Regions from separate parts of the Macaca mulatta genome. Here region 2 is linked to region 1. A link is a contact called in public Hi-C data. All regions are on one chromosome and are shown on one strand. Each heading gives the region's core, a stretch centred on a gene start, on an enhancer-like site or on the middle of the called end of the contact. The rest is flanking DNA. Distances are from core to core; before and after follow the strand shown.

Evidence for each region. A called contact is a pair of places that touch in the nucleus more often than the background predicts.
Region 2: a Hi-C map of sperm shows a contact between it and region 1, with 2.6 times the contacts expected there. The contact joins the enhancer-like site here to the promoter of KRT74 in region 1. A contact is called at or near these places in 7 of 14 Hi-C or Micro-C datasets (blood, cortical neurons, fetal cortex germinal zone and 4 more).

The regions. Positions count from the first base shown.
Region 1 is chr11:59,723,897-59,729,227 of T2T-MMU8v2.0, reverse strand. KRT74 (keratin 74) reads left to right here and starts at 3,586. Exons shown (of 9, transcript XM_001097399.5): 1 at 3,586-4,122; 2 at 4,759-4,973. The coding sequence starts at 3,652.
Region 2 is chr11:60,014,020-60,019,502 of T2T-MMU8v2.0, reverse strand. No RefSeq gene overlaps it. Among named protein-coding and RNA genes, the nearest start is that of KRT78, 26 kb to the right of the region's middle. Within about 2 kb of position 3,117, at least 19 of the 40 cell types and tissues checked have an H3K27ac peak or open chromatin away from gene starts, as enhancers often do. A contact at or near this core is called in blood, where this site is marked.

The DNA of each region.
Region 1 (5,331 bases), core at 2,337-4,836:
TTCCAGTTCCCAGCCCCTACCTCAGAGATCCCAGCCTCTCTTTTATTCTATTTTTCCGTTTCTTTTTAATTCAAGGGTGGAGAAGATTTAGGGTAAGCAAAAAGTAGATTTTCATGTACTTTTAAAATTCTTTTTAGATCAGAATTTCAATGAACAGTTTGTCTGAGTTACTTGTTCAAGCACATAATCCAATATAGGCATGTAGAATTAAAACTACAGCAATAACAACAGCAAAACAACTTCTGTATGTTTATATTGTTTCTCCTCCAGTTCAATTAACTTCCTAAAAGAGAAAGAGAGCGTCTCAGATATCTCCCTCTGTCTAGCATAGAGCTGAACACACAGTAGATGCCCAGTTTTATACACATTTAATGAACTAACTAATCTCTTCAGGCCTTGGGACACTCATTAGTCCAATGAACTCAAAGACCAGGGTGTGGTGTGTGATTACTAATTAAAGGGTATCCAACACAGTGAAGGCTGGAACTCTAGGGATCTGACTGCACAGGCCAAAGACAATTCCCCTGCAATTAAGTTCCCTAGGAACCAATTAGGAGGATTGCTTCTGTGTGGCCACAATCACAACACTGTTATCAGGAAATTCTACTCTGCCTCTACCTTTTCCTTCTCCATCACAGCCACACCGCCACCATCATTACCGCCACTGTCAGTAACCCTTATTGGCCAGCCTCCAGCACAGGGCTCAGCCCACAGAGGCACCCTTTATAATGAATACAAAGGGTGGCAGGACCCCTAGCCCTAGTCCTGGCCTTTCCCAGCCCATCACACACTTCTGAGTGTGGATGGACCCCGTTCATTCTGCTGCATTTCCCGGGCACCTGGATGTCTGCTTTTTGTTTACCCCAAGTCTTCTCCAGCCTCAAAGATCTAGCCTCATGCCTTTTCCCCTTTGTAAATGCCTTCTTGTTGAAATTCCTATCAGATTGGGGCTCATAGTCAGCCAGGTGGTGGTGGCACAAAGACTCAGCTAGCCAGAACTGTGTTTATTTCTCCCTTCAAGCCAGGCAATGAAGGGCCAGCTGCTGGGGATTCCAGAATAAAACAGCTGCTCATAAAAGCAAGTCTCTTCCTTCCCCCGCCCATCCTTGCTGTGGCTGATTTTCTCTCTGAACCTAGAGTGATGTCTTATCATGAGCAGCTACCCTTTGCAAGTCCCCAGTTCAGCAACAACCTCCCCTTCTCCTCATGTCACACTTTAATCAAAAACAACAGAAACACAAGCACGAGGGTCCCAGCCCACAGCTGCCATGCCTGCCACATGTACCACAATGTCTTTGCATCTTTGCTACTAACTTCCATCTCTATCGTATAACATGATGGTCAGGAACGTGGACTTTGAAACCAGACGCACTTGAATTCCAGGCCCAACTCTAACTTACTAGTTGAGTGAGATGGGTAAGTTCCTCTGTTTCTTCAACTGTAAAGGAGAGTCAGTGAGACATCCCATGTAGTGCTTGGCACAACGCCTGGCACATGTGAACAATAAGTGTTAACTCTTTCTGCTACTACCATCACTATTATACAACGATGTTACTACCACTATTGCTACTACTACCATAAGGAATACTTCCAGCCCCACTACCTCTGAGCCACTACTCTAAGCCAGCACCTGTCATGGGCATTGTTGGGAATATAAGTCTGGCTTCTGGAGATCCCCAAAAACCCTAATCAAAAAAAGCCATTCCTCAGTGCACCTCTGATCCATGGTTTGTAATGCTCTTCTGTTATTCCAGAGCTTTGGCTCTACTTTAAGTTCTTTGTATGGATTCCTCTTATTGGTCTGCAGGCTTCTTGAGGGCTGGGGCCGTAGGACAGTCACTCCCAGGTCAAGGAACTCACACCATTTGTTGACTTGCACACTCCAGCACAGGAAGGAGGCAAACCCAGCGTCTGGCAGCACCCCTGCTGTTGCCCTTGCAACCTGACTTAGAAAACCACAAGCAACCCCTTCAATTACATGCTCCTGTGCTCTAGGGCTAGGCCCTGCCAGGAGGGCCCCCCTGAGACAGGGTTCCTGGGGAAGAACCTTCCACCATTGTCTTAGGGGCTGAGAGGAAAACACCCTGTGAAGGGGAAAGTCTTCTGGGGCAGGTTCCAGGCCTAAGCTCCACGCTCCCTGCCCAGGTCAGCTTCTCCTTTTCCCTCCCCAACAGTGGCAGCAGTTGTCTTCTGCCCTCGGCTGGATCCAAACAGGCCAAGCGTTCCCAGTTTAGTTATAGGAAGTGGTCAGAGTCTCGCATGAAGGCAGCTGCCGGATACCTAGTTTTGAAATAATTTTTTTTTTTTTTTTTTGTAGACAGAGTCTTGCTCTGTCACCCAGGCTGGAGTGCAGTGGTGCAATCTGAGCTCACTGCAACCTCCGCCTCCCCGGTTCAAGTGATTCTTCGGCCTCAGCCTCCTGAGTAGCTGAAACTATAGGCATGCGCCACCACGCTTGGCTAATTTTTATGTTTTTAGTAGAGACGGGGTTTCATCATGTTAGCCAGGCTGGACTCAAACTCCTGACCTCAGGCAATCTGCTCTCCTCGGCCTCCCAAAGTGCTGGGATTACAGGTGTGAGCCACCGTGCCCAGCCCGGAAATAATTTTTTAACATTGCACTGTACCCACACTACCTGAGCTATAAAGCGGTGATACTTCCTGTTCCAAAATTGAGTGCTCCCTGAACTTGCCAGGAAACTGGCAGAACAGCCCCCCCTGAACCTGGGAGTGAAACTCAGGGGGTCCTTTTCCTTGGTGACTTCAGCTATGGGATGTTTCCCCAGGGAGTGTGGGGGCTTATGTCCCAGCTCCTGCCTGACCTACTAGAGTAGGACAGATAATCTTATCCAGGAGAGAAAATCCAACTGGAGGAAATGCAGCTGGCTGGAAATGTTCTCATCGTTGTAAGGCAATGTCAAGGTCACTACCACACAGGCCCTGCCCAACACAGAAGGCCCTAGACAATATCCTTGATAGGGGTCATGCAGATGCTGCAGAGTCGTTCCTCTTCCTTCCTGGGGTCCACTTCATTGCTAGACAGCTGTGGTCCTTAGCATGGCCCAAGGATGGACCCTGGAGCTTCTTACCCAGATCCAGATATTTGAGGACACCTTTCCAAGAAGAATCATCTTTCCATGTCTTCTTTTCCCAGACGTAAAAATTCCAGCTTCCACACAAGACCCTATAATAGGGAGATGGTTTCTTTTGGGAAGAAACCTGGGATTTTTCAGGTGAGTCTCCTCTGGGGAAAGGCAGGAATTTCCCCTGCTCCTTGCTGATAGTTAAGCAAGAAGGAGGTAACACTGGAAAAATAAAGCTAGGAGATCTCTTCAGGGGATAACTCTTTAGGTCCCTAATTAGGGAGCACAGATAAACTCCAAATTAGACCACTCCAGTCTGCAAGGGCAGCATATTCCAATTGCTATCAGAAGAGCTTTGTTGCTGCAAAGGACTTGGAGATCTCTGTTCTACAAATTGCCCATGGCTCCTGGCCCTTTAGCAGGGGAAGAGATAGTAGAGAGACGCCCTTTTCCGGTGTCCTGGGCCCAACAGGGATAAAAGGAGGCAGCACTCTGGGTGCCCCATCACTGTGTTCTCTACCCCTTGGCGACTGCTTTTCTCCAGCTCTGTCAACTCCACCTTTCCCACCATGAGTCGGCAACTGAACATCAAGTCCAGTGGTGACAAGGGCAACTTCAGTGTGCATTCGGCAGTGGTGCCGAGGAAGGCTGTGGGTAGCCTGGCCTCTTACTGTGCAGCTGGCAGAGGGGCTGGAGCTGGCTTTGGCAGTCGGAGCCTCTATAGCCTCGGAGGGAATCAGCGTATTTCTTTCAATGTGGCTGGTGGCGGCATTCAGTCTGGAGGTTACAGCTTCAGGCCTGGCTCTGGGTATGGAGGGGGCCGGGCCAGTGGCTTTGCTGGCAGTATGTTTGGCAGTGTGGCCCTGGGGCCTGCTTGTTCATCCGTGTGCCCGCCTGGGGGCATCTACCAGGTCACTGTCAACAAGAGCCTCTTGGCCCCCCTCAACGTGGAGCTGGACCCTGAGATCCAGAAGGTGCGTGCCCAGGAGCGGGAACAGATCAAGGCGCTGAATGACAAGTTCGCCTCCTTCATTGACAAGGTGGGTATCATAGGAGGAGAATGAGGCAGCCCCCTGAGGCCTGAGCAATTTTCCTGCTGCCTAGGAATGGACTGCGCATTGTGGCTGGAAAGGTGCAGCTGGGCCTCAGGAAGGGCTTCCTCATCATTAGAGAAAGAGAGTAGGTCTGTGTGCCACGGAAGACAAAAGAATACATGAATATATTGGCTTCTTTGGCGATTTTGCAGAGAAGGATGGGAAGCTGGGTAAAAAGCAGCCATTCCTTGACAAAAAAGTGATGGGTTTCTTGAGGACGGCTGATTTCCACGAACCTGAAAGGCTAATAGAATCCAGCAGTGTTCAGAGGGAAGGGCTCATAGTACAGGAAAAGACCCTTAGTTGAGACATAAGGAAGGACATCTCCTGGGACCAGGGCCAAGCAATAGAAGAAAGCTGTGGAATCTCCTTGAGTGAGTTCTCACTGATGGCTTCTCCAGAAGGCTAGGAAATCAGCACTTGTAAAGGGTCTAGTTTGTGTGGAATGTCAAGGGTGGAGAGTCAAGACGTGAGCAAAATGACTACAACAATCTATGGCAAACCTGGGGAGTCAATGGTGTGTGTCCACGGGGCATGACTGCACCCATTGTGGTTCCAGTTGTCTGTTGATTTTGGTTCCAGGTAAGGTTCCTAGAGCAGCAGAACCAGGTTCTAGAAACCAAGTGGGAGCTGCTGCAGCAGCTGGACCTGAACAACTGCAAGAAGAACCTGGAGCCCATCCTCGAGGGCTACATCAGCAACCTGCGGAAGCACCTGGAGACGCTGTCCGGGGACAGGGTGAGGCTGGACTCGGAGCTGAGAAGCATGAGGGACCTGGTGGAGGACTACAAGAAGAGGTGAGCAGGCCCCACCCGACGGTCACAGACCATGTTCCCCTTGCCTCTGGGCTCACTTGATCTCTGTGCCATTATTTTTTAGGAGATGGGTGTGTACCTTCCAGGGTCAGGAGCTCACATCCCCTTCTCTGGCTGGGGGGAAGGGCCTATCCTGTTCGATGATAACTTCCTGCCTGGTTGATAGGAAGGAGTTCCTGTGTTCCTTGACCCACTGAAAGGTTCAGTTGCTGGTGTCACCTGGGTGTTTTCCTAACATGCAAAAAGTAGGAGGCAAGTGAGGCAACTCAGGGATATCTTATTCCTGTCACTAGCTTCTTACTGCTCACCCCAGAGACCCTGCAGGGACCCTGCATCCCAA
Region 2 (5,483 bases), core at 1,868-4,367, 290 kb before region 1:
CTCTAACGTCCTGGAACTGCAAAGCCACTGGGTAGGCAGTGTGCAAAGCCCTGTCCCCCAGAACCAGCTATCCCAGTGCAGACCTGGCATGACTGTGTTTGGGACAATGATAAGAGCCTCATGACACTGTGCAAGTCTGCGTGATGAGACATGCATAGAGACGCTGTGTCCAGCTGTGCATATTTTATGGAGACTGTGCATGAAACTCTGTGTGTGAGTGTGAGATGGGGGTTTGGGACACCGTGTGGTGTGCTAGGAGTATATATGATTGAGTTGCCTGTGCTGTGTGCTGTGGGCCTGTGACAGGGAGTGCTGGTTAGGTATCTGTTCCAGTGGTGGTATGTGTGCTTGAAAGCCTGTGTGTGTGTGTGTACAGATGTTTGTTGGTTAGGGGCAGTGTGGACAGAATACCTTGTCTACAGTGGAACTGTAGTTCTAGGTGTGTTTGCTGACTGCAAGCAGGAAGTTACCTATGGGGACCCAATGTTGGTGAGGAGGGGTCCATCTAAAAAGGAGAAGGGCTGGGTGCGATGGCTCATGCCTATAATCCCAATACTTTGAGAGATGGGAGAATTGCTTGAGGCCAGGGGTTTGAGACCAGCCTGGGCAACACAGTGAGACCCTGTCTCTATGAAAAATTAAAAATTAAAAAATTAGCTGGGCATGATGGCGCGTGCCTATAGTCCTAGCTTACTTGAGCAGCTAAGGCAGGAGGATTGCTGGAGGCCAGGAGTTCAGGGCTGCAGGCAGCTATCACACAACTGCACTTCAGCCTGGTCAACAGAGTGAGACCCTGTCCTGTCTCAGAATAGATAAATAAATAATTAATAAATAAAATGAAAAAGAAAAAGAAGGCACAGGGGTGGAGGTGAGAGGCTCTGGGTCAGGCTGTCCCTTCCCCATGGGATCTTGATTGCCTGGCCCCTTTCCTGGCCTCCAGCTGTGGGGATCTAGCACCCTGCTTACCCACTCACCTGCAGAAATGGGCTAGGTGTGGCCTAGGCTGAGGCCCAGATGCTGAGATGGCAGGCCTAGCAGGAGGGGGTGGGGCAGCGACATGCCCGAGCAGTGGGCAGCTTGCCCTGTGCTGAGCTGGGCTGGCAGCTGGTGCTGGGAGCAGGCGGGGCCCCACTCAAGCAGGCTGGGGCAGGTTGGGCAGGGCCTGTCTCAGGCAAGGAGGGGATGGAGCTGATGGAGCAAGCCCAGGCCTTATTTGTGCCAAGATGGAAGGTTGAGGGGCAGTGGTGTGTGCTGTGGGGGGGATGTGTGTCATGCTCATGGTCTGTGCACACATATCCCCATTGTGAGTGCATTTAACTCATATGTGCATTTGATTGATTTGTGTGTGCATTTGTATTCCTCCTTCCTACGTTGTGTACATGGATCCACGGGTCTGTGTGAGTGCATGGGTGGTTGTGTGTCTGTGTGACCAGCACTGGACGTGCTTGTGTGAGAATCTTGGTTGGATATATGTTTGTGGGAAGGCTGTCCAGTGTGAGCACCCGTAGGGGGCAGAGGAAGAGGTCCAGGTTTTCTGGGTTTGGGCTTGAGTGGGTTTGGCCAGGCCCCTGAGCTGATTTGTTCCTACAACAACTTCACATGTTCTTCTCACTCCCTCATCATCCGCTTTTTTGTGGTTCTGACTCTGTGTGTGTGTGTGTGTGTCAGTAATGACCTACACACCATTGTGTGTAATGTGTGTAATGACTCCACTGATGCCTTCATATCTGTTGGTAACAGTTCTATATATTAGGTGTGCACCACATGAAACATGCATGTGCATGTGGGCATCATTGCAATCACCCCACAGCTGGATCTGTGCACTAAGTGTGTCCAGCAGCCATTGTGGATGTGTGTGTGTGTGTGTGTCCTACAAAGTGTGCCTGGGTCGAGCTATAGGGTCCTTCCGCAGCCCCGGGATCTGGCATATCCTGTTGCATACTCCAAACCTCACATGTACTGACTCTTGGCTTCTTTCTCCTTCCCACCCCAGTGCCTCTCACAGTCCTCGGGGATCCTCCCTTGGTATGGGAAAGCCTGGGAGAAGTTGAAGGCTGGCCTCCCTGTGGAGGTAATAGAGTTTCCCCCAGGTTTGCTGTGGGGCCAGGTGGAGGCCACTCTTGGCTAAGGCACTCAGGGAGCAGCCACAGCCGTGGAAAGAGCATACACTTTAGAGCCAGAGAGCCCTGGGTTCAAATCCAGATTTGCTCACATACTGTGCCACAATGACCTTGAACCACCACCTAGGCCTCAGTTTCTCCCCCGTAAAATGGGGATTATGTTTGTTTTTGGAGTTGCTTCCTGAGAAGCATCGATAAGGTGAACGCGAAGCTCCTAGCATGGCACACATGGCCCACATGGCCCACAGTAGTCTCTGGACAATTGTGGGTCCTTTTCCCTTTTTGAGGGATCACTTGGTTGAAGAGGACTTTGCGATCTTGCTTTAAGATCACTTTGAGATCTTGTAGGCACTGCTGTAGGGACTGAGCCTGGCCTGCAGGGTAGCATCTGGCCTCTGACCTTCAGGGACCCTGGCACTGTGGAGGGAGCCAGAGCCAGAGCTGAAGAATTCCCCAGAGCTAACCCCTGACGGGCCTGTCCTGGCCTCTGTGAGACAGAGGCACTGAGCGGCTAAGCTCTTCCCCACTTCTGGGGAAGTAGGGTGTAGGGGGGCGCAGAGATGATCTTGAGTGGTGGTGGTGAGTGACACTCCAAAGAAACCAACAGGCAGATTCCAAAAAGCCACAGTCCATCGGCCGGATCCATAAAGACCTTAAGACACAGAGACACCCCCAGAAAGACAGGCACACAACCTCTCGTTTCGGAGGGACAGAAGGCCCCACCGCCCATGGACAGACACACAGTCTCCCAGAAGAACAGATACCAGATTCCCCTCCCTAGAGCGGGGCAAATTCTCCCACAGGGACAGAAACGCATTCTCCCCCTACACTCTCCTCCGCCCCCGGGGAGGACGCTAAGGGGACGGAAGGCAGGCCAGGCTCCCCTTGCTGAGTCAGGCTGTCCCGGCTTAGCGGGCGGGTCTGGGGTGGGAAGAGGCCGGGCGCCCGTCCAGCTCCAGAGGTGGGGTGCAGGATGAGTCACCGCGGAGCGGGCGCGGCTGGCGCCGCCCTGGGCCCCCGGCCTCCGTGGGAGCGCTCGGGCCCAGCCAATCCGCGGCCGCCACCCGGCCCTAGCGCTCTGCCCCGCCCCGCCGCGCCCCGCGGGCTTCCCGGTTCCCAGGGCCCCTAGCCGCCCCGAGAGACCCCTGAAGCGGCATCCAGCCAGAGCCCATGGTCTCTACTTCTGGAGAGAGGCTGTCGGTGACAGAGCACAGGGCTCTCAGGGGAACCGAGCGGAGACGTCTCAGTCCTTCTTCCAGAGGCCCCTCACCGCCACTCCCACCAGCGGGTTAGGGGCACGGGTGGCTCTGCGGGGGGTGGGAGGTAGCCTTGCTCTTCTTCCTTCTTGACCCTCTCTGAGCCCTTCCCAGATTGTCTCTACGGGACACTCAGCTCCTCCTCGAAGGAGACAGGCTGCCTTGTTTGCCAGGCTCAGGGGCACAGGGGCATTTCCTGCCACGGTCTTGACGGCAGAAGTTCTCTGTCCAGAGTCAGCAACACTACACGCTGTTGTCTGCTTCAGAAAATGCAGTCGGAATATGTCCAAGGGAAAATACAGTCAGAAAATATGCTCCGAGGGTCACTGTCCCTAAGACTCTGGTGATGCTAACTGCTGGCTGGCGCACCTGACTTGCACCTAGGCCACAAAACACCCCCCCCCCCCACAGGCACAGGTTTAGACGGTGCAGACACACAGACACACAGACAGATGTGCAGATGTTACACGATTCTCGTATATAGCTCTTTATTTTCGGGCACACAGGGAGACACATTCAACAGTAGAGGGAAGTCTCTTGGTTCTGCCTTTTACTGGTGATCTGACTTTGGGTCAATTATCGGACCTCTCCAACCCTACGTTCCTATCTGTAAAATGGGGATAGCTAGAATATCTTCCTTAAAGGATTGTCCTGAGGATTAAAGGAAACAACACCTGGAAAGTACATTGAAATAATAAATGGTAGCTATGATGATCTCCCCCACAGATATATCCATACACACACAGGCATGGACACATGCAGATTTACACACACACAAAACCTCAGACATCAATAAATGTATAGGACCAGGCACATATCAACACAGGTGTATTTGCACAAAGACACAAAGACACAAACAGACCCCCACCCCTACCATCAAGGAAAACAACAACCCCGCAACAACCATGAAAGCAAGTTTTACTGCCCAGGGTGTGATGGGAGCAGGCAGCCCAGCTGGGTCGGGGGTGGAGGCCTCCGCGTCGGGCGGTGCCCGCCCTGCTCAGGTTCCCACTCAGCCCCAGGGACAGGACACCTTCATTCTTCCAACACACCACTCTCTGTCCCCAAGAGCAGTCACCCCATCCTTTCTCCACTGTCACCTGAAATCAGGCCCTACCCTCTCCCAACAGCATGAGCTCCAGGGTGGGGGCCCCCAGGGTGGTTGTGGTTGGTGGGAGGGCACAGTGGTCTGGTTCTCTAGGGACTATTTGGGGGTCAGCAGGGGCGGTGGTGCTCTGGGTTGGTGGATTCCGGTTTTGGAAATTTGGCTGCTTGGCCTGGGAAGTAGCCCGAGGGGGACCGCCAGCCTCTGGGAATGGTCCTCTGGGCCCTGGACAGTTTTAGGCAGCTCTGCTCTACTTTGCCTTGTGCTGCTGGTCCTCAGATCTTGCCTGACCTCTGGGAGTCCCAGAGGACGGGGCCCAAGCATCCTTCCTGGAGCTGGGGTCATTTGGAAATGGTGCTCTAGAGCCAGGGAGAGCTAGAAGGCATCCCTGCTCCTGACCCTGGCAGTAAAAATCCTTTCCTGCTCAATCATAGCCACATCAGCCTGGTCTTCCAAGTAGTCTTTTCCCATTGCCCTGGTGTTTCTGCCCACAATGAACCCTCGGTTACTAGATAATCCTACTATCAGAGACTGCAAGGGACCCCCGAGGCTACTGAGTCTAGATTCAAGGTAGACAATTTCACATCTGAGGTCACACAGTGATTCTGTAGCAGCAGCAGCAGCAGGATTGAGCCTGGGGCTCCTGCCTCCCCATCCAGAGAAGCCCCGAATCTCAGGGCTCCCACCACCTCCCCCACTGCCCATTTTCACAGGGAGCAAGTTCGCGCCCCTCTCATGGACTATGTAGTCCTGAGGGCTGCTGTTGGAGACCAGAGCAAGGAGAGGCTTGGGCCCTGTCCTCTGGGACTCCCAGCGTGATAGGGGAAGAGAGTGTCAAACCCAGGCAACAGTGGAGCACCTGAACACAGCAGGCCAGGACTCTGGCACAGATTCTGGGAGGTTTATCAGGCAGTTGCCTGCAGAAAAGTTTTGAGGGAGAGGAGGAGCATGGACAGGCCTCTGGACTGTGGGGTGAGGGGTCTTGAGGGAAGGTGCCTGAAG